Regions from separate parts of the Mus musculus genome. Here regions 1, 2 and 4 are each linked to region 3. Evidence: chromatin contacts called from public HiChIP or PLAC-seq data. All regions are on one chromosome and are shown on one strand. The core of a region is the stretch at or near the end of the contact, and the rest is flanking DNA. Distances in the headings are between cores, read along the strand shown. Region 1 has its middle 19 kb from the start of Gm31363. Region 2 holds the start of C030018K13Rik (RIKEN cDNA C030018K13 gene). Region 3 overlaps Klf3 (Kruppel-like factor 3 (basic)). Region 4 has its middle 14 kb from the start of Gm43837.

Region 1 (6,625 bases), core at 3,512-6,011, 390 kb after region 3:
TTTGATGGAAAAAGATGCCCAACATACTCCTCTGGCCTGGGCCTGTGCTCACGGGTGAGCTTATTTGAATGTGTGTACACCATAAACACATACACACACACCGAGAGAGACAGAGACAGAGACAGAGACAGACAGAGAGACAGAGAGAGACAGAGAGAGAGGCAGAGACAGAGAGACAAAGAGACAGAGAGGAAAGACAGAGAGGCAGAGAGAGAGAGAGTTTTAAAAAAAAGATAGGAAACTAGACATTTTCTCAGTGATTTGCTACAATTAGGATCTATAACATTTGAAATTCAGTGTGTCTAATAGAGGGATGAGGGTTAAAATAGCAACAGTAGAACTGCCAGCAACAGAGTTTCTTTTCTTCATACCAGACAGGAGCTGTCCTGAGAACTTTGTATGTGTGTGTCAGCTCTCCATTTCTGAAACACAATACCAGAGAAAAACTCACTTGGGTTCATAGTTTTAAAGAGTTTGATCCACAGCCAATGGACACACTGCTTTGGGCCTGCGGCTAGGTAATAAATAATGTTAGGAGTAGGGGGAAGGAAGCTCTTAGCTCCTAGCTGGAAGGAAGAGAGAAGAAACATGTGCCCCATGCCCCTTAAGGGCAGCCTCCATGACCCAAACCTCGGCCCAGTAGGCTCAAGGCTCTCACACAGGTATTCTTGGGGGTATATCTCCAGATTTGAACTGTAGCAGCTAAAATGCAAGCCAGGCCAACTCCATCCCAGATTCCAACTTTGCTGTGCTATGAGTTCAATGACCCTCAAAAGAGCAGTTGTGGGCTGTGGGAATCCACCTCTAGCTGCTCAGCCTGGAAGGTTAACTTCTCAGATAAGGAGCATCCACAGTTAGCAAACCCATCCTCTATCACTGGAGGCCAGAACACTCAACAGAGGAAAGCCCTTGCTGTCTCTCCTTCTGCTAGTCCTGCACTGGGTGTGGCAGTGGGTGGGGCTCCATCAAGCCACCTCTTCACTCTGCTTACACACGAGTCCTCCTCTCTGGCTAGAAAGATGACGCTCCTGACAGCTCCACCCCAGAAGCAGCTGTAAAGAAGTTCAGACTCTCGAGCAGGATTGCATCTCCTGACCAATACAGCCTTGTGTAGCCTGTGTTTCTAAGAGGAAGGACTCTATGGAAAAGCAGATACAGTTGGAAGAAGGTCATATACCTAGTTAAATTGAGCCACGAATAAAGAATTATTGATTCACCAAAGCACATACGGAACATTATTGCTATGCCAGATAAGGAACAAGGTACACGGGCGGGGAAAAAAAGAATAAAACTTTCCAAGTGTCTCTGGGGTAGACTGTATGATCACCTAGAAATATATATATATATATATATGCCCTTTCATAGCCCCATTTCCTGCCCCACTGACTTGAGATGTGACTAAATAGAATACTTTGGTGCACTGTGATGGCTAATCTCAGTTGTCAACCTGATGAGATCTACAGTTATCAGAGAAATGAGCCTCTAGGCAACCCTAGGGGGATTGTCTTGTTTGGGTTAGTTAAGCTGGGAAGACACATCTGGGTGGCACCATTCCCCAGGCTGGGATCCTGGACTGTATGAAAAGGAGAAAATGAACTGAAAACTATCATTCATCACTCTGCTTCCTGACCGTGTATGTGATGTGACCAGCTGCTTCAAGCTCTAGCTATCTGGACCCTGGAGCTGAAAGTAGAATAAGCCCCTTTTCCCTTAAGGTGCTTGCCAGAGTAACTTATCACAGCAAGAAATTAAGATGCCCACTGTACATGGGTAGAAGTAACAATATGCTAGTTTCAAGTGAATCCTTGAAGAGGTGTTGCAAATATCAGCCAACTTCCTGGGCTTTCTCTCCAACATGAGAACACTGCTTACCAACAGGGGTGTCCCTTATGCCTGGATCTTAAAATAAGAAACTGCATAGGAATAGCCTTGAGTTGCAGGACACAACCCACACCACTGAACAAACAATATCTATTTGTCATGGAAGTCCACTATCATTTTGGGATTGTTTGTTACATAGCATCATCACAACAAAAACTGACTAATCCACTCCCATACAGAACTCTCTACTGAATCTACGCTGAGATGTTTATAACACTTTAAGAGAGAACACCTGCTCGTAAAAGAGAATCTCTTCTTTCAGAATACATGATGTCTCACACACAAAGAAGCTTTTTAAATTGAATTGTTGTTTCTGTATGCCATCAATTTCTCAAATATTTCCTGGACTGCTAGTTGAATGGGGGAAGCTGTCTGAACAAAACTTAGTTATCTTTGTGTTACATACTGTACCTTCAGAAGTCTCAGATCCCAGTGCCAGTCCCTCTATAAAGAGTATTATTTGTCAGGACCAATGGCACAAGATCATAATCTCAGCTATTTTGAAGGCTGAGGAAGCAGCAAGTTCCAGGCCATCTCTGTAGGCTTAGATTTTTTCTTTTTTTTTTTCAAAACCTGTTTTATTTAGGGTTCTTGAATACTTCAACCTCTCTTCTAATTCATCAACCAGAGGTAGGGAGAAAAGAAGTTAATAGGAAAAGAGTGTTCTAGACCTGTTTAGAAATAATTTCTTGGGGCGATTCCATTTTTCATTGTCAGGATGCCAGCAGTCCAGTTCAATAGTAAACTACCAATATGAATCAGTAGTGATGGCTCGACCCAGCAGAGACGACAAGGCTCTGCCAAATCAGTCTAAGTCATCAGAAGCAGCCGGAATCAACTGGAATCAACTGGAATACACAAGAAGTTCCTTGGTGTGCATCTCTCCATGAAGTGAAGACCAGCAAAGACCAAAGTGTCGCATGGTGTAGCAATTCAAGAATGTCCTTTCTGTTGGTGGGGTTCCATTTATATAATTTTTTTTAAACATGGTGTGCCCTCTCAAGCATCTGTTTTCAGAAAAACATCATGTGACACAATTGAGTTATCAAGCAAACCAAAAATTTCCACTTCACAATTCTCTCTGTCCAACTGAGAGAGAGATCCTGTCTCAAAATAAGAAGTTTGTAAAACGGCTAGGGTATAACTTCAAGAGTAGCACACTTGCTTCACAAGCATTTTCAAAGCCCTGGGTTCATCCCTAGCACCACACACATATACACATACACACATAGGACCAGAATATGTTATAGAATAGTATGTTACTCATACTACCCACATGTACTCTATTTTCTATTGTTCATTATTGATTTATTTTTATCATTGTGTGTGCGGGCAGGCACACATGTATTGTGGTGCTCCTGGGGGTGGGGTCATAGGATAACTTCCAGGAATCCATTCTCTCCTGCCTTACAGAGACAGAGTCTCTCTTGGTCCTGTTTTGTTGTACATTCCAAACTAGCTGGCCCATGGGCTTCCAGGGAATCCTCCTGTTTCTGCTCACTCTCTCACTGTAGGAGTACTGGAATTACAAAGGCATGCCACCACATATGGCTTTTTGTACATGGGTTCCAAGGCTCAAACTCAGGTCATCAGTCTTATACTGCATTACCTGCTGACCCATCTTGCTAGCCCTTGTTATTGTGTTAACATACGCTGCTTCTAAGGACAAGCCTTCATGTACACAGTCTTAAGGTATAAATTAGGTCAGTGTCTCTAATCCAAGACCAATCCAGGAAGACTATATATGACCCGTAGTCTCTCATCTCCAAATTCTGTTCCAGTACCATCTGGTACATTGAGGAAGGTCAGTTGTCATCTTTCTATTTCTTCAGTCTAACAAATATAGACTGCACCCTGCCCTGCTCCTCCCATGCACCAAACATTAGGGATACCAAAGGAGCTAAGGCTTCTATTAACACACTAGTCTGCCACCTCCTGAAAAAGTAAATATCAAGGTGTCCTGGGAGGTGGCTCTGTGGCAGAGCATTTGCCAAGCATGCATAAAGTCCTGGGTTCCATCACTGATGCTGGGGGCTTAAGGGGACAACAGAGGTTGCACTGAGAGAGGTAGCCAGAGGTGGGCTAGGGAAAGAGAAAAGCCTGCAACCAGCAGGAGGAGGATAGGTAAGGGCCCCACGTGGATTCGTTCTGATGCTGGCTGCTACATCCAACTGGAGAATGAGTGAAACTCTATATCCATGTCCTTGAACGACTTACCATTCATGTTCATGGACTTGGTCCATGTCTGCAAACTCCTCCATCTCTCTGTCCACGAGATCCTTCTCTTCTACATCCATGAATTCTGTCTCATCCGTGACTGCAAACTTTATCCCGTTCATATTCACAAACTGTTATTCTATCCATGTTCACAAACCTGCATTCATGCGTGCAAACTCCACCCCCCACCCGCTGTGTTCATGGACCCTGTCCCACCCGTGTTCATGACCTCTCCCTATGCCATCCATATCTGCCATTCCTTCGCTTGGCTCCAAATCCCAAGTCTCTGAGACTTCAGTCCTACAAGTACTTCATCTACAGAATCACCCCAAAGTAAAAGCCACCAGTGGGAAACGTTCATGATAACAAGATGGCAGCCAGGTGGCAAGCCAGCAAGAGCGCTCGAAACAGCCTGAGGACACGGGGAAAGAAAGAGGTACTCAGCAACCCCACAACTGCTGTTATCCCATGCTGAAGACAACTTGTTCCTCCCTAGACCTGGCTGCAGGAGGAGGAGGAAAGTCACAGAGGCAGCAAGCACCCCAGCCTTGCTTCAGTGCCTGACAAGGCGTCTTGCCTCCGGGAAGGAGCTCCCTATAGCTGCTTAGAGAAGTCAGGGCCCTGCACACCACACCCTACACCTCCCTCTACTTCTTTGCCAGGCTGCACCTGGCCTCTGGCCTCACCTGCCCCACCCAGTTACACCCATGATTCCAACAGTGGCCAGCAAACACAAAGCTATCAGCAATAACAAAACAGAAGGAAGAAATTCAAGTCAAACCAGGTTCCGGCTGCCCTCGGCTGAGCTCCTGCAGCACTGTCTGGTGCCTCCAGCCTTCTGCGTCCCAAACCCAAGTTGAACGGCCAGATCTTATCTGACTTCTCACTGGGCTCTAAGGGTACTGTGTCCTTTCTGTGTCTGGGCCCAGCACCCCTGTCTGAATGGCACCACAGAGATCCAAGAGTGGCTGCAGCCTTCCTACGCATTGCACTGCATTCTCTCAGTCCCCTCACATAGCACTCACATAGCACCGTGCCTCGCTCTTCCAATAATTTTGGCCAGCCCAGTTTTTTTAGAAGCAGGACTTGAAACTCAGAAAGGTGCAGTCTTCCATTAGACTAACAGTGAGAAACAGAGCAGGTGACTACCTGATTAAAGTAAAGCGTTTCTTGGAGCATCTGTCTTGTATGCTGTGAATAGACCTATTTTCCAAAACAGGTTCGACTTGGAAAGATCCTTCTTTTGATTGGCACCTGTCTGGTGGACCCACACCAGGCTGGGCTGCAGCAGGATTCATGTTTGCTGTCTCCCACCTCCATCTGAAATGAAGCTCATTTACTGAGTTACTCAGAATTATCCAGACTGGCTTTGCAATCCCTTCTCCAGGGTCACACATGCTAGGCCAGGGGAAAGCGTTCCTGAAAACCAGGACAGGAGACAAGGCAGGGTACTGGACAGACATGGGGACCCGGAGACCAGCAGGCAGGCCTAGCACACTTCTAAGCATCCATGCAGATCCTAGCACTGATAGAGATGGTGGGGACAGACAGGAGCCATTTCTGGACCAAAACTCACAGAGCACTGGGTGGAGGCTGGTGGGAATTAAAGAATAAGTGTTCCATGGGAGCATCATTTGTTTCAGAACATTTCTTTTTCTAATTCTCTGGGGGAATGCAGCCTGCAACTCTTTCAACTCTAAGAAAGAAAAGCAGCCTCCAGCCACCACTGAACAAAGGCCACCATCTACTGGTTTCAGAACCACATTCCCATCAGACAAATACATCACAGGGTGTGGCCAAAACAACCTGGTTTATTGGCACCCTGACCCCAGGTCAGAAGCCGGAGATAAAATGTGACTCCAGGCTCTTGCCTTGGGGCTCTGGGAACAGCAAGCAGGGACCCACCCTGCTCACACCAACTGGCCATTCTGGTTCATCAAGATGAAATTGTTTTCCTTCGCAGCCGCACCCAGTGCTCCACCATAAGAAGAAACAGGTCAGGAGCATCCAGCAAGGTTTGACCCTTTCATGGAGGTTCCTGCCCAGAGCAATGCAGAGGTCACATCTGCAACCAGGTCTAGAGCAAAACTTTCAGGGACCCCAGGTGGTTCCCACAGACTCCAGAGTAGAAGAGAAAGGCCTCCGACCCCAAAGCACTGTCTCAAAGCACTCCTCTTTTGTACCAACTGAAGCATTGCCCATCCACACTTATTAAGACAAACTCAGCTGAAGTGCAAGGTTCCAAAAGGCTGAAGGACTTGTTGAGCATCAGGTTGATAACTATTCCTTCTTTTCCTTTTCTTTTTTTTTTAACCTCTGCTTGTATTCAGACTCGAAAGAAATCAGCCCCATTTAATTAAAGGTTGTTTTCTTAGACAAGCGTGATGTTCATTAACATATGATGAGAGCTTAAGTAAGTGCTGAAGTAATTAGACAGGGAAGAGCTATACGCCTTATTATAATCAGGATCCAGGCCCACCTGGTTCCCTCCTTCTTCTCCCACCCATCAGGCAGGAAAGCTCCAAGC
Region 2 (5,760 bases), core at 167-2,666, 340 kb after region 3:
AATAAGACAAGAAATCCTTGCCTTACAGTGCTCAGGTAGACACGCCCAGCACCATTCAAAGAGCTACTGGAGCGGGACAGAGAGCATCCCTAAAGAATAACACCCACCCATCTCCCCTTTCACCGCTCGTGTTCAGTGCAGAGCTTCCGGTTACGGTGACTTCGTATTTTATTTCCTGTATTTAGCAGCTTTTCAGCAGAGAATAAAGATGCACTTGAGATCTTTACCCCAAGTTTTTATTTATTTATTTTTTAAGTTAAAAGATGATTGGATGAGCTATGTTTGAAGTTCTATAACGGAGCTACCCGAAGAGATAGGCATGGGTAATACAGAGAATAAAAACAGTAACGGCATTGTCTAAGCGTTTATTTCCGAGAGTAGCTTGTGTGTAGTTAGCCTCTGCTTGCCCTTGATGGATGGGTCCATCATGCCAACTCTACAACTCTGAAACCCAGAGTACTCTGCCTAAAGAAAACCATGCCTTGATTCTCAGTGAGCTTTTATCACTTATTAATGTGATAGTCTCCCAACCAGGCGGCTCAGAGGTGTCAAAAAAAGCTCAGCCACTTGTTTTGTATATTTTGAACCTTCAGAAAAACATGTTTATTTCCTAAAATCTATTTCAAGCTGACGAGATAGATTGGCTCTGCAGGTAAAGGTGCTAACCACCAACTCTGATAACCTGAATTCATTTCCCAGGCCCCACGTATAGTAGAAACAGGAGAAATGATTCACATGAGTTGTCCTCTGATGGTCACATGTATACTGTGATGCACATGTCCAAAAGTATGCTCACACACACACACACACACACACACCAATCACACAAATAAATAAATAAATAAATAAATAAATAAATAAATAAATAAATGTAGAAACATTAAAAATGCACTTAAATGCCAAGATAGTTATAGAAACTAACATTCTAAATGTACACATGTAATGAGTTAACTTTCCACAAGAGTGGGGAACAAATGGCACAATTATTCACACACTATCAGGAGTTTAAAGGCATTAATTTTAACATATCAGTAATCATTGAATTTGGCCATAGTGGTGCATGAGATTTCTAAATCTGGCAATGTGTGGCTTTGACCTATTTCTGTCATAGCCCTCCTTGAGGGTGAATAAAAATAAGTGGGCCAGAAGCCTGTATTCATAGACAACTCAAGCCAAATGGCCAACACTCACCTTCACGGGACCTGATGGTAGTGAGTTCTCTGCATTCGGTTGAATCTTAGGACACCAGCCAGAAGTGTGACCTTACGTAGGTCACCTCTGCTCTGTTCCATGTGTCTTCTAGTCTAGAAAAAAATAGAGGAGGAGGATGGTGAATTTCTGTTAATTCGTGTGTTCCAGTATCCTGTATGCATTTCTACAAGACCTCCCGTCTTGCACCCCAAAGATATGTTGCTAGAATTTCCTTGGTGCCAGTCAACTACGTAAAAGCTTTTCTCTCCCTTTCTTGCACTTCAATTCAGTCTCTTGTGATAGGTTCTTTTCTTTGCCACCAGGCCAGCTCTTTAAAACCCATTTCACGAGCTGTCCCAATAATTAACAACTAATTAACAAGAAGGCCTGGCTGCTAGGGCTTGGTGCTTTCAAAAAGAAATGAGCAGGAAGGTTGCTTCGCTTTCTCTATTCACAGGGTCCCTACCATTGTCACTGGGATCGGCTGGAGATGGCGGCTCCTGAATGGTGTGAACAATCTCATTAAAAATCTCTGCTGGAACAATCAATTCACTGTCACTGGACCATATCGATCCTCAAGAGCTGTCATTGAGTTACAGGGTGTCAAAAAAAAAAAAAAAAAAAAAAGAGACGAAATTGACAGCCGGAAGTGTACTTTGTTTATTCTGGGAAAGAAACTGTCTTAGTTACTTTTCTATTACTGTGATAAAGCACCGTGAAAGCATCCCCTGGAAAGGGGGATTATTTCATTTTATAGCTTATAAATCCATCATGGAGGGAAGTCGGGGCAAGAGCACAGGTCAGGAACCTGGAGGCAGGAACTGGAGCAGAAGCCATGGAGAAATGTTGCTTTCTGGCTCGCTCCCTATGGCTTGCTAAGCCTGCTTTCTTAGAGCACCCAGGACCACCAGCCCGTGTCTGGCACTACCCACAGTGAACTGGGCTCTCCCACCTGGCAATCCCCCACAGGCTTCTCCACAGGCCAATCTGGTGGGAGCACTTTCTCAGTTGAGGCTCCCTCTTTCAAAATAACTCTACCTTGTGTTGGAGTTGGCCTAAAAAACTAGCCAGCACAGAGACCATTATCAGGTGTTTCTCCATGTCGCTCCTGCAGAAATCCTAACAGGAGTTTCCTGATGAGGGTTTAGCAGGATGCTCTCTGCAGAGACACATGACCAGCCTGCAAAGAGACTGCTCATTATTCTGCTGTCTTCTGGGATGCCTCTGAAAGTCCACCTTGGCACCGCTTTTGACATTCTTGATATTTTAAGCTTTATATTATGTGGCCTTGATCTCCTAGCCCAAGGACCAGCACATGAGTCAGTGGAACGGTCTAGTCATTGATCCAGAAGGGTAGTTTGGATGAGGTAATATGGTTAGCAATGGGAGCAGAAAGATGGGCACAAATCTTCACACTGATGAGCCACAAATCTGTGGCTGCACAGCTGATTACCTGCGCTAGACTATACCAAGAACAGCAAGCCAGGCCTCCACTGAAGCCCATCAAGGCTCTCCACTGTGAGTGGAAGTGCTTCCCACCATCCTCTCCATGATAGCTGCTATGCCTGACCATCAGGAGAGCCCACTGTTCCCTTTCTCTTTAAAGGGTGAAGCACTGTGAGTTACCACTTTATTCTGATGTGACATGATGGCTAACATTGACTGTCAACTTGACAGGATTCAGAGTCACTTAGAAAATAAGCCCCTGAGCGTGCCTGTGAGGATTATCTAGATTAGGTCAGCCTCTGGGCACATCTGTGAGGGATTGTGAAGGTGAATTGCCATGGGAAGACTCAGACACTGTCCAGGGCACTATTCCTTGAGCGGGGATCACCAGAGGACCTAAGAGCCGGTCTGCGCATGAGCACACGGATGGGAACACTGGCCTTTCCTTTCTCCGCCAGTGCTGTGGGAGTTTTCACTAGAGGAAAACAGAAGCTAAAGCTGCCACTTCATTGGAACCACCATTTCACTGGGGCCTTAACAAGGTAAGGACCAAAGTGAGACAGAGGCTTAACCTCTGGGACTGGGGCTCCTGACAGCATTGGGGTTTGTATTTATATTAGTCAAAAGCCAAGGATCAAGTGCCACCACTTCCCACATTGGGTTCTTGTGACACTTGTGTGTCTGTGGTCCTTGAACAAGGATGCTTTCTGAGACACTGTGACAAAGGTAGGGTTGTCACATAATCTAAGTGTTATATTATGAATATAACACTTAGTCACATAACACTAAGTGTTATATTATGAATATCATCTAGCAAACAATGTCTGTCCTTACCACAGATCGTGACACAGCAGTAGTAAGAGCAAGGTAGACCTGCCCTGTCCACCCTGATGGGGAGGGACTGATATACAGAATGCCACTTTAAGAAAAAAAAAACAACTATTACTTTCAAGTTGTTCCCAATAAAAGCAAAAACTACAGTGTGCTTTTATGCATCTGGAAGGATCTACATTATACTTTTAACAGCCAGTGAACCTTCAGGAAAATGTGGGATTGTAGACCGAGTTATAAGGCAAGGTAATTCTTTTAATTATATGGAACATTATTGGCTATACCAAGAACTCATTTTGTGTTTCTTAGTTAATTCAAAAAATTTGCAATGTTAAATAGAATTTATTTATGTGCCAATCTCTGGCAAAGTGGACATATGTACAAAACACACACACAGGACTATGTATACCTTACTCAGGAGGCAGAGGCAAGTGGATCTCTGTGAATTTAGTCTACATAAGCTCCAGGCTTGCCCGACAGAATAATAAGACTCTGTCTCAAGCCAGACAATAACAACAAAATGAGAAGCAAAACTTAAGGCAGCAGTAGAGGAAGGAGATCAGGAGAGGACTTGGGGTGAGGATGGGGTGTTTTAGAAAGATTCAGGCTGGCTTATGGGAGCCAAAGGACGTAGAGAAAAAAGAGTGGGTGACTTCCCCAGGACCAACACAAGGAGGTTGTAGCCTTCCAGACTGGGGACACGTTTACCATGGTTCAGGGACAGTGGTGTATGAATGGTGGAAGGACATACAAGGTGACCCCATGGCTAAGGTTCCTGCTTCTCCTAACCAAGGAACCCTCATGCTTCCTAAGAGGAGGGACTTTGGCCGTAAGTCAGCACATCATGGCTCTGAGAAACCAGACAGAGCCATCTCTACTCAGAAATCTCCCGGACCTGACGGCTGGGCTGTCCAGACACACCAGGGCACAGACTTCACACTACCCCAACAGTATGGAGACCTCATCCAGGGGAAGCAGGGAAGGGGTCCACTCTGAAAGGTAATGTATATCCCAGAGGCTGAATTACCTCAAGAGTTGTCTTTTTTTTTTTTTTTTTTAAATAGCAATCTAGGTATGGCACGCAATTAAAAAGACTAAATGCTTAAATGGGAAGACACTGTCTAGAAGAAATCAGAATATTATTTCTTGGCAAATCTACATTTTCCTGCCTCTGGGACAGATGCTTATGTGGAGCTCAGAGCTGTTTTGAGGAAAACAGAAGCAACATTTTCTTCCCACAGCTCAGTTGTGATGAGAGAATTCGATGACCCGCTGTATTTACATTTTTAAAATATCTCCTTGACTCGGATCACAGCCACTCTGCGAAGGATATTTCAGTAGGCAGCCCTTTTTTTTTTAATTTTATTTTTGGGGTTCCCATAGCGACCATTTTAAAGGGAGGCAATCTGCTTCCATCTTGTTTTTCAGACCATCCGTGGTTTGGGTCCCCCTATCCCACTATTTCCAGCCTTTCTGGGATAGGAGGTCCAGGCTGTCCTCAAACTCGCCATGTTCTTGCTCCAGCTCTCAGTGCTGGGATGGGCATGCATGTAGCACCGTGCTTGGCATGGATGCACCTCTTTGTTTTGAGCTATCAGACCGGCTCCTGATGAAAGAAGATAATAATATGTATATATGTATACTGTGTTAGTCAGCTTTCCATGGCTATGATAAAACGTATGAGATAATCAACTTATATAAAGACAGGGTTATTTTGCCTCATCTTTTGGAGCCCGTGATCAGCTGGACCCGCTGCTCTTACAAGTCTAATGGGGGCCCTGATGGCAGGGAGGGGAGTGGGTAAGGGAGCAAGCCCACTCACCTCAATGTCAGGAAGAAAAAGAGTTGAGGAGGAAGCAGTGGCCACAGGGTCTCACAGTCCTTTCAAGTATGCATATCTTAGTACCCAAAGACCCTCAGCTAGGCCCATTTGTTGGCTCCTCCGCATATTACCTCAACAGAGACCCTGCCTTTAATGTAGGGCCCAGTGGGAGACATTTAAGACGGAAATTGTAGTGTGTGTGTGTGTGTACACTTATAAACACAGATTTCGAGGTAGAATCTGATCTATATTAAAGCATATGCAATAGTGTTTAAAATACTTTTGAAGCAGGCATTCTGCGAGATAGTAAAAAGGTTAAGAACAAAGTTGAAATTAATGACTCTGAGAGCTGAAACGGAAGGAAGCATTCTTCTCAGCTTGACAGCTCAAGAGATAAAAGGAGTCTGGCTCTGAAGCCATGAGATGGCTCACAGATTTTTCCATCCACTGAGCAGTAAGCCTGAATTTGA
Region 3 (6,279 bases), core at 3,119-5,618:
GTAATTCCCACTGCATTTCCCAGTGTCTCCTCCTTCGCTAACTGTCTCTGTGCCTCGATTTCCTCTGTGAGACGGGGTATTAATGCTACCGACTGAAGAGGCTGCTGTGGATTTGAACAGTGTGGGAACAGCTCCAGTCGATGACTACCTAGGGAACCACAGGACAGTGTTTGTGCCAGAGGCCAAATGACTAACAGAAAGCAGCCAGTACTCTGTGCTCAGAAGCACTCTTTCCTGCCACACGGCACAGTTGTCCAATTAATGTGGAGTTTCCTGGATGTTTCAAAGCCACTTTAAAAAACTATCAAGGTAGAGTCTATTGGAAAACTCGACAGTGTGGTGGTATAGGTTGAAGTAAGAGAGAGATTAATGTCTTGGCTATCTCAGTCTTCCATCTTTCACTCATTTTTTTTTTTTTTTTTTTGGTTTTTGGAGACAGGGTATCTCTGTGTAGCCCTGGCTGTCCTGTAACTCACTTTGTAGACCAGGCTGGCCTCGAACTCAGAAATCCACCTGTCTCTGCCTCCCAAGTGCTGGGATTAAATTTCTAAAGAGATCATTTGGGATCAAACAGGCATAGACTAGTTACTATGTAGCAGATACCTGCTCTGAGTTAAATTGGCCCTTCCTAAGTCCGCATCCTTACGCCCTCTCCTGTTTTTCTGGTCTCCCATTTTCCTGTTCTAAATGCAGCCTGACAAAAGGAATGGCATCTTTTGAATTTTATTTTATATTTTGTTATACCTTTGAATGCATTTAAAAATGATGCTAATGCTGTAATTCTGGATCAAGCAAATGAGTTTCCAAGCTGTGAAGCCCACGCCTAGGCAGCAGGGTTTCAAGGCTGGTGTTGCTGAGGGGCCAGGCTCACGGCAATGTTCTAGGTACTTGGCTTCAAGCAATTCTTTCCTGGCTAATGTGTTCTATGTGGGCTGCTACTGGGCCCACTCCAAGACATTACTTAATCCCATCTGCGAAAGAATTACATAGAGTGCATGTTCCACTGTGGTTAATCTACAGAGGTTTTTGTTTTTGGGTTTTTTTTTTGGGGGGAGAAAAATGCATCTTAGGTCAGCATTAAATAAACACATTACTCATTAAGCATTCAAAAACCTCCAGCAGTGAGATCACTAAAGGAATATTACTTGAAACAGAAATATATAATAATATAATATATATGTGTGTGTGTGTGTGTGTATATTTAATATATAGCTCAGCCTGGCTTAAATGCCTGATCCTCCTGCCTCTACCTCCCACATGCTGGGGTCACAGGCATATCCTACCACACCTAGCTGGAAACAGTATTTCCTTTTAAGCAGTATTTAAAGAATGGGAGACTACTTTCAAATACTTTCCCACAATGTCTCACATTTTAATTTGTAATGTAAGTCTAGCCCTGTGCTATCTACTGGCCAACTACACGCCCAGAGAGACGGAGCTCAAAGCAGGTACCCCGTGTCAAGTGTGGGACCGTGGGTGTATTGGGGGTACCTTAACTAATATGTTGGCTTATCAGTTCTCTATCTGCTCTGAATAAAGGAACTCACTCGAAACACCTGGAGCTGGGCATGAGGCTTCATGCTTGCAACCCTGATAGTCAGGAGGCTGAGGCAGACAGGTCAGGAATATGGGGTCAGCCTGGGCTGTACACCAAGACCCTGTCTTTAAACAAAAACAGACAAAAACCCTAAAACTGAACTTCAAGGGGAAGTACTATACAACTGTGAAAAAGGAGAGCACTGGCCTCCAAGCTGCTGAGAAAGCCACACAAACCAGAGTTGGGTGTGACCGCAGTAGACCTGAAGTCACCCGCAACAGCTTCTGTGAAGCCAAGGAACTCACACTCTACTGTTGAGCAATGTGACAGGGGAAGAGAAGGTAGGACAGGAAAAGTAGGCAGAACATTTGCTGAAGCTGGAGAGAAGATCCACATGATGGATGGTGGGAGGGACCCTGCAGAGGCAATGGCTGTGGATGCTGAGGCTGTCCCAATTAGTTGGCTGGACCCAGTGCAGAAGCACTATAGAGTTGGTACAAGAGCAATTACAACAAAAAGGCAGAAGACGTGGGCAGTGAGAATAAGCTTAGTCCTCGCGTGCTGAAGCACAGCGCCCGGGTCAAAGCCGTCTTCCCAGACGCTGCTCTCTTCAGGGGTCAAACCATGAACTGTGACTTAACCATGTGAGGTACCACCCTGTCCAAGCAGAGGCTCAGATGCTGGCCAAGGCAGAGCATCCTTCCTCCTGGCTTACAGCCCTGCAAGTGAGGAGAGGCTCCAAGGGCAGCCATGATTAAAGACGCAATGCCAAGATTTCTTTCTGCACTGAGCTCCTCTGAGCTGCAGGAGAAGCTTCTGTGGCCAACGCTGCCGCTGGCCTGAAGATGTCAAACCATAAACACCATAAACACGCTCTACTGCACTACAGTGACAGCGGTGGGTGAGGGGCGTTGGGGCGGCTGCTGTTTGACATGGGACAACTTTTGGTTGTTCAAGCAGATATGAACATCAAATCCAATCTTCATGAAAACACTATCAATCCCACGTGGATGGCAAAAGAAAAGAAAAAATAAATAAAAAACCAGAAGATTCATGTGGTCACCTTGGGGGACCCATTTAGTGAGGTTGACACAACGGTTGCAGGTCTGGTCCATGTTGTTCTTGGAGACTGTCTTGGCCACGGTTAACTGAGGACAAGTGATACCACACCAAAGAGGCTGTCTGCGGCCATCCACAGCACATCACATGTTTGCAATTCCATGTTTTATTCCGGGACCCCAGGTGCATGGCACTACTAAAACACCAGGTCTGCCTAAGTATACTTACTCTTGCAACAAGGCTTGCGGGGGGGACACTGGGTTCATTAAAGGGGGTGACATTTCTTCAGGGTAATAGTCAGTCCTCTGTGGTTCAATTCCAGGCTCTATTTTAATTTTTTTCTGTAATAAGGGCTTCTCATATGATTCAATTACAGGTACTAAAAAATAAAAAAAATAGAAAAATCATTCTACACACAATGTATCAGTTTCAGCTTGCGAAAGCTCACCTCACGGCTTTTGGGGACTAGATTTTTATATGTGTATTTCTTCATCTCTGGCAAGGTTACCAGCAGGACTTAATCTGTGAGAGATCCTCGCTTCTTTTGAAGCAGGCAGAGGACCCTGCAGCTCAAGATGACTCTCCACCACAAAACCTGGCTAACCCCATAGTCCCCTCCCTAAGGTTGACAAACAGGTAGCTTTTAAGAGCCATTAGCAGCGTGATCAGAAAGTACTTAAATCTCTTTTGTGCCCAGGACTGTATTGGTACTCAGTAAATCAAAGTATAAAATACACTGTGAAAGTAACTAATTGTTGGATGCTCTCCCAATTTCATCACTTCAAAACAAAAACAGAACAATTTGCCCCAGGATATCCTTTTGAGGATATAATAGCTCTGCCCGGTGTCCTCACCAGACTACTAAGCAGGTGCCGGGTGTAGGGGCATGGCAGAATTTACCTGGCATGCCGCTGTTTGAATTGTCCATCTCTTCCGACAAGGAAACCATGAGAGGCTGCTGCAGGTGGCTGGTATACATAAAAGGAACGGGCTGGACCACGACGGGCTGAATGACGGGGAGGATGCCTGGGCTCCGGATTCCGTGTCTGGACAGCGCGGCTGCCATCACAGGCGGCATAGACAGGGGTACTCCAAAGGGCTGCACGCCAGGAGAAGGGGGCGAGTACTTCTTAATGGGCGGACTGGAGGAGGGCATGCTGAGGCCAGGTGACGCTCTCCGGTGGGACGGGAACTTCAGAGAGGAAGGAGAACCGCCCGCAGCAGGCGGGGAGCCCCGCTTGTTCACCGTGAGGTCCACCGGCTCCACCTGTATCCCGTGAGTGAGGCCTTCTGGGGTCTGGAAGAACTTATCAGGCAACGGTGTGGAGTAAATGACCCCATATTTGTTGGGCTTCATCGATTCTATGTAATTCGACGGGAAGGACTATGAGAAACAATAAAAAGAAATAGAGACGTTTAAGGAGACATACTTTAGATCCGGAGGTGTGTGATCCCCAAAAAGCTATGGGAGAGATGGGTTTAGCAATTGCTAGAAAGTAAGGTTTGCTGGGCCCCCAAAAAAACCTGAAGATTAAATTCATGATTTTTATATTCAGTGAGAAGGCTGATGGCTGGCAGGCTCCTAAAGCTGCCTGCATCATGAAGGACTTGAGGCCTTCAGGAGGAGCCAGCACTGAAGGCCACCAAGCAGGCCAAACTATAAAACCTGAGCTGGGTTGGTTTTTGAGACAGAGTCTCACTGTGTAGCTCTGGCTGACCAGGAACTCCCCTCCCTTCTCAGCACTGGGATTAAGGTGTGGCCCACCACACCCAGCACACTCCTCCTCCTGAGCTTCTCTGGCTTTGACTGGGATTACTCTTGGGCTCACACTCTTTCTTCTCTGGGTCAGACGGGCTCAGTCTCTGGACAGCTATGAACTACAACTGTTTTTCCTTGTAGAAGTGACTCTCTGGACCTTGTACCAGCAAAGCACCCAGGAATAGGAGACCGGACCATGAGACTTGCAGCGATGGGGAGATCCTTGTTGTGGGGCACTGAGGAGCCCTTTTCCGGGGTGCTATGGTGGTAATACAAGATAACCTATGTAATCCTCTCAACTTCACTCATGACACACTGGGTTGTCCCAGGAGAGCCTTCCAGCCCTTTATGCAGGAGACGCACTCCAAGGCTGTAAGACTCCAAACTCTCAGATCACAGTGCAGCCAAGGATGGCTAGGCACACTGTTGGGTATACTGACTGAGTGTCTAGGGGAGCAGCAGCCTAAGATGGCAAAGACTGTCACCTTTCTAGCCAAGTCTTAAGTGACAGAGATAAAGAGTAAAAAGATGAGCTGAATGCTAAAAAAAAAAAAAAAAAAAAAAAAAAGACTCCCAATACGGTGCAGAAATATGCAAAGCACTAAAACCAGAAAGTACAAGACACAAGGATTCTGGCATCAGCTCTCAGCAGGGGTGGAAGGGTGAATAATGACCATCCCAAGACCTCATCTCTTCTCTCTTCTTAATTAATTAGAGACAGGATCTAACTCTATAGCACAGGCTGTATTTGAACTTGTAGCAATCCTCCTGCCTCTGCCTCCAAGTGGTGATCTGTACCAGCACCACGCAGCTCTACCTTTCTTTTGAACTAGCCACATCCACCCAAGTATATATATAACAAGGCAGAAGATCCAGTTTATACAGCAACATCAGCATTAAGCCGATTTAAATTTAATTAAAATAGGGGTTATTAAGAGAGCAAGGCTCACAGACACTGTACAAAGAGGATCTCGATAATTAACTCCAGGGAGAAGCTTTCTGTGTTTTATTTCTCCAAAGGGCACAGCTCTGGTGGGAGGCAAGACTCCATGAAACAGATGGGACAGAGGGCAGCAGCACGCGATGCGGCACCTTCCTCATCTCAGCCCTGTTCCTCCAAGACTTCCCACTGACCTAGATTTTAAGGCCCACAGATCCTGGCAGCTGAACAGCAAGCAGAGTGAGGACACCCTGCCACTGCTGCCGCCGCTGGGTTTTTCTCTCCGTGGCACGGACCTCAGAGACGTGGGAATTCAGACACGTGCCAATTTGGTAATATCCTCAGGGTTCTCCTACACTGTTTAACCTACACTGTGCATCTTCTATATACACTTAGTGCAAATGGATGCCCCTCTCCTCTAGACTGCCTTCAAGTCTCCATCAAAGACCCAGGCTAGGTGTAGGGCGTACTCTGGGACAGGCACCCAGCCCCAGGTCCATAATTAACTCTTTCCAGTTCAACTGCCTCACAAAAGGGCAACGAAATATAGCCCTTCCTTGGCTCACCCGCAAGTCTGAGAATCTTCTCTAAACCAGGTTTAAGTATTTGGGTGGAGCACGAAGCCTACAGAGGTCTGGCACCCGTCTGGCAGGCACGGTGTAAAATGTGACGCACATCAGTTGTGACCTGTGATGAAAATTCCACTGGGATAATGCCAATACTTTTGATTCCTGAAGACATGGGGATTGGGCGGGGGAGGGGAGCTCGGACACTCCTCCAAAGGTCTCAGTATTTATAAAGTTGAGACTTAACAGTTTCATATTTTATTAGGTACAGTTTTGATGAGTTCTCTTCACAAGACAGTAAGTGGGTGGGACAACTGACAGGAACAGGAAGTCTCTGCTGATGAACAGGAAAACAAGGTGCATCTGTGACAGGCCACTTAAGCGCTCTCAGACCACAGGTGGGGCTGTGTGCACAGGA
Region 4 (6,262 bases), core at 634-3,133, 460 kb after region 3:
ATAGATAGATAGACAGACTGATGGAAGACAGATAGACATGCCTCCTGCCAACTGCCCCTGCCTCATGTTTTTCTGATGCTGCGGTTACACATGAGGTTGACTTGAGCTGCTTTCTGGCTGTCTTTTTTACACACAGTAGAGTTTCAAAACTAACCCTTTTCTGCGAACTGGTCTCTCACTCTACTTTCGTGCACTAAGCTACGAGCCAAAGTAATGTTTAGACTCCTCTTCCAAGTTTCAGCTGAATGTTGCATTTCTTAAAAGTTTTTTTTTCTTTTTCCTAAAATCTTTTCTTCTTTTAGAGCCCCAGCAACTTGCATGACCAAGGTCAGTGTCACTCGGAAGGCAAGCTTAACTCACAACTGCATCCACCAACTTGTGTCTGTAAGCCATAGAGCTCCATGTTCTCTCAAGCCCTCCAGGGCCTTCCCCAGTCGTCCACTCCTCAGTCATCCATTCGGTCGCTGTTGGGCAGCCTGCCCTTCCTTTACAATTATTCTTCAGAGTTCTGGAGTGCACATCAGGAAGCTGACTGACAGTCACTGCTCTCACCCCACCCAGGATCGTGCGGATGTAGAGTTACCTCAAGCAGGATGATCCTGGCCTTGTATTCAGGATACACCAGAACAGGAGTGCTGTGGCTTGAGTGTTCTCCCTGAAAGTCATGCCAAAACTTAATTCCCGTTGTGTGGTGTTACGAGAGCAGAAACCTAATACGACAGCCTTTGGAGGGTGGGACATTTGGAAGCTAAGGTTAAATGAGATCAAGTGATGGAGCCCTCATCCAGTAGAACTGTGGCATTATGGCACAGGACAGACCTGAGCACACATGTTTACATTCAGTCCTTTTCACTAGGAGCAGGGCTCTCACTCTGTACTGACTCACCACAGAGACTCACCAGATGCCAGTGCTCCCCACATCCCTACTCCACTCCTACTCTTCACAGAAGCTCCAAGCAGATTCATAGTACCTTAGGGTGAGGATTATAGATTATTTCCTTGCTACTTTCAGCTTCAGAGCCTCAGCCAGCCTTGCCCTGGTACCTTCCAATACACAGGTGCACGTGAGCGTTAATATAGGACCAGAGAAAGGACCGGTGATCTCACAGCAAAGCTTTAACAATGGCTGCGGCTTCTGTAATAGACGATCCTTTTTTCTTTTGTCTGCTGAGAGATCTACTTTCTTTGCATTTTTTATTGCTGTGGGTCTCACTTGCCTTGTAAGGTTTTAACGTTATGCAACAACAGATAATTGCGTCACGTGGTGCTTTCATTTAAAAATAATCACTTCAAATATCAACAAGCACTGGTAACTGGGAGGCCTCCAATCTCTTCTGCTCGTCCTGTAAGTCGCAAACCCTTGCCTGCTCTCTGGCTCTGTGCGACTCATTGCCCTAATAGGAAGCCAGGAAAAATGGTCATCAGTGAATCCTACTATGTGCCAGGTGCAACTGCTGGCCCACCCTCCCCACAACTTTGGCAGGCACTCTCATTCCCACCAGGGTTATGACACCACAGTGGGTTCCAATGGATACCAACCACATCACACACATGATCAACATCAAATGAGTTGTCAGTGACACAAGGTCTGCTTGAAGCCAAGCATTCCAGAACTTTCCAGGACACTGGTGAAGGCATTAGTTTAAGACTTCCTCAGACACCAGTAACAGGGCTCCTCTCTCTCTGGGAAGCATCTTTTTCTTTTCTTTTCCTTCTTTCTCTCTCTCTCTTTCTCTCTCTCTCTCTCTCTTTCTTTCTTCCTTTCTTTCTTTCTTTTTTTTATTCCAAACTCCTGCATCCCGGAAGCAGCAGAGAGCTGGTTCTCAATTGCCACCACCCCACCACAGCTACCACCACCACCAGTTCAGGAGCTTGCCAAGAGTCAGCCAAGCATAGACAGCTTGTATTCAGAGTTGCTGTGGGTCTGCCCCACCCACCCCACCCAACCTCCTGCAAAAGCTTAAATCTCAGGCATGGAAAAAAAATCAGACAGGCCATCTTAGGCTAGGGGGAGGAAAAAAAAAAAAAAAAAACTCCCAACCAACAGCTGCTGCCTAATTGGCTTTCTAAATAGTTAGAGGCTGCCAAGTGCAGAAATGAATTAAATAAGCCTTTTCCCCCCTCCAGGGTGGAGCAGCAGGCTCCGGGGCTCCACCCAAGTCACACCCTAGTTGCGGCTATTTATAATATCTAAAAGCCAGATGGAACCTGCCAAGGGGAACAGAGATCGTGACAAAAAGCATAGATCCAAAGCCCAGCCCTCTCCTGGAGTAGACACAGATCTGGAGGGGCCCCTAGGGACTGTGGGGGTTGCAAAGAATGGTAGAGGGATTGAGCCTTTCGCAGAGTCAGGTTTCTCAGCTGCAGGTACCGATTGGGAGTAGGGTGATGCGGGCTGTACCTGCTGGATCCAGAGGAGCTAGGTGATTCCGACAGTATTTGTTCCCTGGGCAGCTTGAGCCCAGTTAGAAGGAACAGCAGCCAGATGTGGATTTGGCAGGTGAAACAGCTGGACTGCTCCTCCCCTCAGCCAAACAGAACCTGGAGCAATATGGTCCATGGTAGTCCAGAGTGCTTCCAGGGAGCTGGGGACAAATCCTGATTTCTTGTCTGTGAGATGTGCTTGTCAGTAAACCCTTGGAGGGTTTACATCCTTATTTATGAGACACGGGCTGTAATCAAACCAGCCAGATGGGATTTTTGAGAACGTTAAACATGCCCTAAGTGCTCAGGATAGTTTTGCAGCAGAGGCCACAGCTGTTACTATAGGATTTGATGTCTGGACTCAAAAATGCCTCTGTGTTGGCCACTGTGTGCTGGTCTCTGGTGGGTTGAGTCCCCGTGTCCCTGCTGGGCTGAAGCATCTTAAAGACAGATTGAATGTTGGCTGTCTCCTTCCTGCCGATGAACAAAGGCTGGTTTGAGCTAGCAAATCATCAGAAATAGGCACCTGATACAATCCCGTTCACATCTGACTTCCCAGCCCAGCTGTTCTGGTCTTGAGTTAGGATCACTGCTCCCCCAAGCTCTAGCCCCATCATGAGAGCACAGCCCTGACCTGTACTGTCCAGTTTTCCTGACCGCCTGTTAAGGTACATCTTCTATGTCTCCCTAGGGTTTGTGAGTTGATTGAAGGCCCTGTACCCTTGAAACCAGTGTCCTGAGTGGGAGACATCATGGTAGGCACAGAGTGGATCACAGGTGTCATGGGTGAATTCATCTATTTATGGGCTCATGGCTGAATGAGTTTGGGAAGATGGGCTTTATACAACAAAATATGAGGTCCTCTTTGGCTTCCTGGGTGCTGGGAGGTGTACAGCTTTACTCCATCCCACACTTCTGCCATGATGTGTGACCTCAGACACAGGCCGAAAAGCAGGCAGGATAGGTGGTCACACAATGAACCTCAGGAAACCATGATCCCAAAGAATCTGTTCCTCTTCTCGAATAGTTTTGTCACGGCGATGGAGGGTTAATACACCTTCAGACCACAGTGATGAGGATTTCCTTTTCAGTGCTCCTAGAACAAGGCCACAACACTATGGAGCTGTGACACACACACATGCTCCTTCAAAGATTTTTTTTAGTAGCCACATAAATAAAAGTCAAACATTTAAAGGTGAAATTAAGGTTAAGACTCTATTTAACCCACTCTATCAATAATGCTGTTTCAGAATGTAATTGATATAAGCATTATTACCAGGACACTGTGCACTCTCTTCTTACCTGAGGCATGAAAGCTCTGATGAGCACCTTATATAGAAGTGTGGCTGTCTGCTCTGGTTAACACACCCAGGGCTCTGAGGCTGCCTGGGCCCGGGGCTACAGAATATATCAGTGACATTCTAGAACATGTGTATGGCTTTCCTTGTCTTGCTTGGGAGTCTTCATCTGGGGGCTCCCTGCTCTGTTGGGAAGATGGCAGGAGCTGTGTTTAACTACCCTCCAGGCCTGTCTAAAGAAACTGGAGGGAAAGGTTGTTACTTGAAGGTGGAGCTAGGTCATGTGTGACCCAGGCTTAAAACACCTGCTACTTCTCCCAGGACTTCCGGCTGGTACCACTTGGTCTGGGGTGGGCTTGCATTATGGGAATTGTGACTAACATAGGGAAAGTATCCTCCCTCATCCACTGAGCTGCAGGTCACGGGGTTGATGGCTGCTCTGCTTGTAGCTGGAGTTTTCTTCCTCTCTAGTCAGTCTAGATATAAGGAGAGTACGTGTATCCTTTAGAAACAGCGGTCAAGACAAGGGGAGAGTAAGCAGGGATTGGGTCAAGCAAGAGTCCATGGTCGTCTAGGAGAGGGTAAGCATTTTGTTGTTGCTGTTGTTGGGTGTTTTGTTTCTTTTGGTTTTTCTTTTACCTCTTCTCTAGCTGTCACAGCCAGCAGGAAGCTCTTCAAGGGGATGGATGGACTGGATCCAGAAATAAAAATGGTGGACAGAGAGATGCTTGGGCCACCAGCTGATGGCAGGTGAGCAGCTTTGCAATGCAGCCTCAGGGTGCTAGAAAGGTGTACTGGCTAATTGGTACCAGGAGTGGGGTATTCCTGTGACAACCTGACCATGTTTTGGGGAGGACTGTGGAAGGACTTTGGAACTTTGGGCCAGAAGATCCATTTGGTGTTAAGAGCTCTGTGGGATGTTATGTAGGAGCTTGGAAGATAGTGTTGAGAACAGTGCAGAAGATGGAGACCTGGCTTGTGAAATTTCAGAGGGAAGATTAAAGACTCTTTTCAGGGCCATTGCTATTTTGATTGTGAAGATTCTGTGGTTCTGGTTAGCTGGGGCTGAAGAATCAGCTGAGATTAACAAGATACCAGAACTACTAAAGCAAAACCTTTGGATTACTGGGACTATTGATGCTGGTTAGCTGGAGCTAAGAAATTAGTGGTGATTAAGAAGAGACCAGCATCATTGAGGTGACATCTTCTGGGAAGTGTTTTCTGAGAGCACCGAGGCTGTGTTCTAGAGATAGCCAAGGTGGTACCTTGTGCTGCAGTGAGACTTGATAATATGTAAGAGTCAACCAGGTGGTATTGGTTTTAAAGGCATGAAGGGGTCACGCAGAGCAGCTGAGGCTCGGCACTGTGAGAGGCCATGGAAGGCCATTGGTGAAGGTGCAGCCTCAGTTGAAGTTGATGGCCCAGAACTGAAGGGGTCATGTATTGTTTTGGAGATGCCAGTACTATGAGATGACCACCAAGAACAGCAGCAGCAGTGAAGTACAGGCAGCTGGAGCCTAGAAGACAAGATGTGTGCTACAAAGGGCATGGCTGGAGAAGTGACCCAAGCCCTTGGAGGAGCCCAGAAGATCGTGAGTTGGATCCCAGATATTGGACAGTTGGAGTTTAATTATTGCTTTTGATTGTGACTGTGCCCTGATATTTTTCCCTCTTGAAGGAAGACAATATTTTAGTAGATCCCACAGTTAAGAGACTTTTAATTGTAAAAAGACTTTGGATTTTAAATGATATTGGATATTTTGAAAGGATTGAACTTTTAATATGCAAAGACTGTGGGACTTTTAAAGTTATTTAAGATCTTGGGGATGAATAAGAACTAAGGGTTGAGGCTTACTAGTAATGTGTTTGTGTGTCAAGTTGACAAGGGGTCAATTGTTACTGGCTAATTTTGTGTCAATTTGACACAGGCTGGAGTTATCACAGAGAAAGGAGCTTCAGTTGAGGAAATGCCTCCATGAGATCCAGCTGCAAGGCAGTTTCTCAATTAGTGATCAAGGGGGAAGGGCCCCTTGTGGGTGGTGCCATCCCTGGGCTGGTAGTCTTGGTTCTATAAGAAAGCAGGCTGAGCAAGCCAGGGGAAGCAAGCCAGTAAAGAACATCCCTCCATGGCCTCTGCATCAGCTCCTGTTTTCTGACCTGCTTGAGTTCCAGTCCTGACTTCCTTGGTGATGAACAACATTGTGGAAATGTAAGCTGAATAAACCCTTTCCTCACCAACTGCTTCTTGGTCATGATGTTTGTGCAAGAATAGAAACCCTGACTAATACAAAAGGCTTCTTGGGTTTCTGGGGTATCTGCAGCATTTGTGGGCTCAGCGGACCTTTGCAGTTGACAGTTCCCAAATATGTCACGTGAACAATAGTTTCTAGTGAGCTGAGCCTCTTTTGATCTGATCTGCCCAGTCAGTGGTGCAGCACTTCCTGCCTGGGAGGTGTCTGCGGGGGCAGCTGCCTACGCCCCACTGAGTCACAGGAGGAATGTGCTAGAACCTTCTAGAAAAACCTGGGAAGGGCAAAAAG

What was found. HiChIP or PLAC-seq counts read pairs in DNA pulled down with a chosen protein or histone mark.
Region 1: an H3K4me3 HiChIP or PLAC-seq map of embryonic stem cells shows a contact between it and region 3, with 42 read pairs. The contact joins two enhancer-like sites. A contact is called at or near these places in 4 of 15 datasets of contacts at CTCF or cohesin (the NIH/3T3 cell line, embryonic stem cells, large pre-B cells and 1 more), 19 of 484 Hi-C or Micro-C datasets (bone marrow-derived macrophages, cerebral cortex, embryonic stem cells and 8 more), 29 of 115 datasets of contacts at active chromatin or transcription factors (acute myeloid leukemia, bone marrow-derived macrophages, cardiomyocytes and 17 more) and 3 of 9 other capture datasets (adipose tissue, embryonic stem cells and liver).
Region 2: a contact with region 3 is called in an H3K4me3 HiChIP or PLAC-seq map of embryonic stem cells, with 16 read pairs. The contact joins the promoter of C030018K13Rik here to the enhancer-like site in region 3. A contact is called at or near these places in 1 of 39 promoter capture datasets (embryonic stem cells), 2 of 15 datasets of contacts at CTCF or cohesin (the NIH/3T3 cell line and large pre-B cells), 26 of 484 Hi-C or Micro-C datasets (the Ba/F3 cell line, CD4 T cells, CD8 T cells and 17 more), 34 of 115 datasets of contacts at active chromatin or transcription factors (CD4 T cells, CD8 T cells, the SCID.adh cell line and 22 more) and 3 of 9 other capture datasets (adipose tissue, liver and pancreatic islet).
Region 4: a contact with region 3 is called in an H3K4me3 HiChIP or PLAC-seq map of embryonic stem cells, with 19 read pairs. The contact joins two enhancer-like sites. A contact is called at or near these places in 3 of 39 promoter capture datasets (cancer-associated fibroblasts, embryonic stem cells and hippocampal neurons), 1 of 15 datasets of contacts at CTCF or cohesin (the NIH/3T3 cell line), 45 of 484 Hi-C or Micro-C datasets (the C2C12 cell line, CD4 T cells, CD8 T cells and 23 more), 33 of 115 datasets of contacts at active chromatin or transcription factors (CD8 T cells, SST interneurons, astrocytes and 23 more) and 4 of 9 other capture datasets (adipose tissue, embryonic tail, liver and 1 more).

What each region holds. Positions count from the first base shown.
Region 1 is chr5:64,430,012-64,436,636 of GRCm38.p6, reverse strand. No RefSeq gene overlaps it. Among named protein-coding and RNA genes, the nearest start is that of Gm31363, 19 kb to the left of the region's middle. Within about 2 kb of position 4,761, at least 43 of the 459 cell types and tissues checked have an H3K27ac peak or open chromatin away from gene starts, as enhancers often do. A contact at or near this core is called in embryonic stem cells, where this site is marked.
Region 2 is chr5:64,472,664-64,478,423 of GRCm38.p6, reverse strand. It overlaps C030018K13Rik (RIKEN cDNA C030018K13 gene), which reads right to left and starts at 1,416. Exons shown (of 2, transcript NR_045413.1): 1 at 1,192-1,416.
Region 3 is chr5:64,819,575-64,825,853 of GRCm38.p6, reverse strand. It overlaps Klf3 (Kruppel-like factor 3 (basic)), which reads right to left. Exons shown (of 6, transcript NM_008453.6): 3 at 3,497-3,980; 4 at 2,825-2,975. It overlaps Gm31684 (a long non-coding RNA gene), which reads right to left. Exons shown (of 2, transcript XR_376977.2): 2 at 6,104-6,279. Among named protein-coding and RNA genes, the nearest start is that of Gm31684, 5.9 kb to the right of the region's middle. Within about 2 kb of position 4,368, at least 24 of the 459 cell types and tissues checked have an H3K27ac peak or open chromatin away from gene starts, as enhancers often do. A contact at or near this core is called in embryonic stem cells, where this site is marked.
Region 4 is chr5:64,360,577-64,366,838 of GRCm38.p6, reverse strand. No RefSeq gene overlaps it. Among named protein-coding and RNA genes, the nearest start is that of Gm43837, 14 kb to the left of the region's middle. Within about 2 kb of position 1,883, at least 96 of the 459 cell types and tissues checked have an H3K27ac peak or open chromatin away from gene starts, as enhancers often do. A contact at or near this core is called in embryonic stem cells, where this site is marked.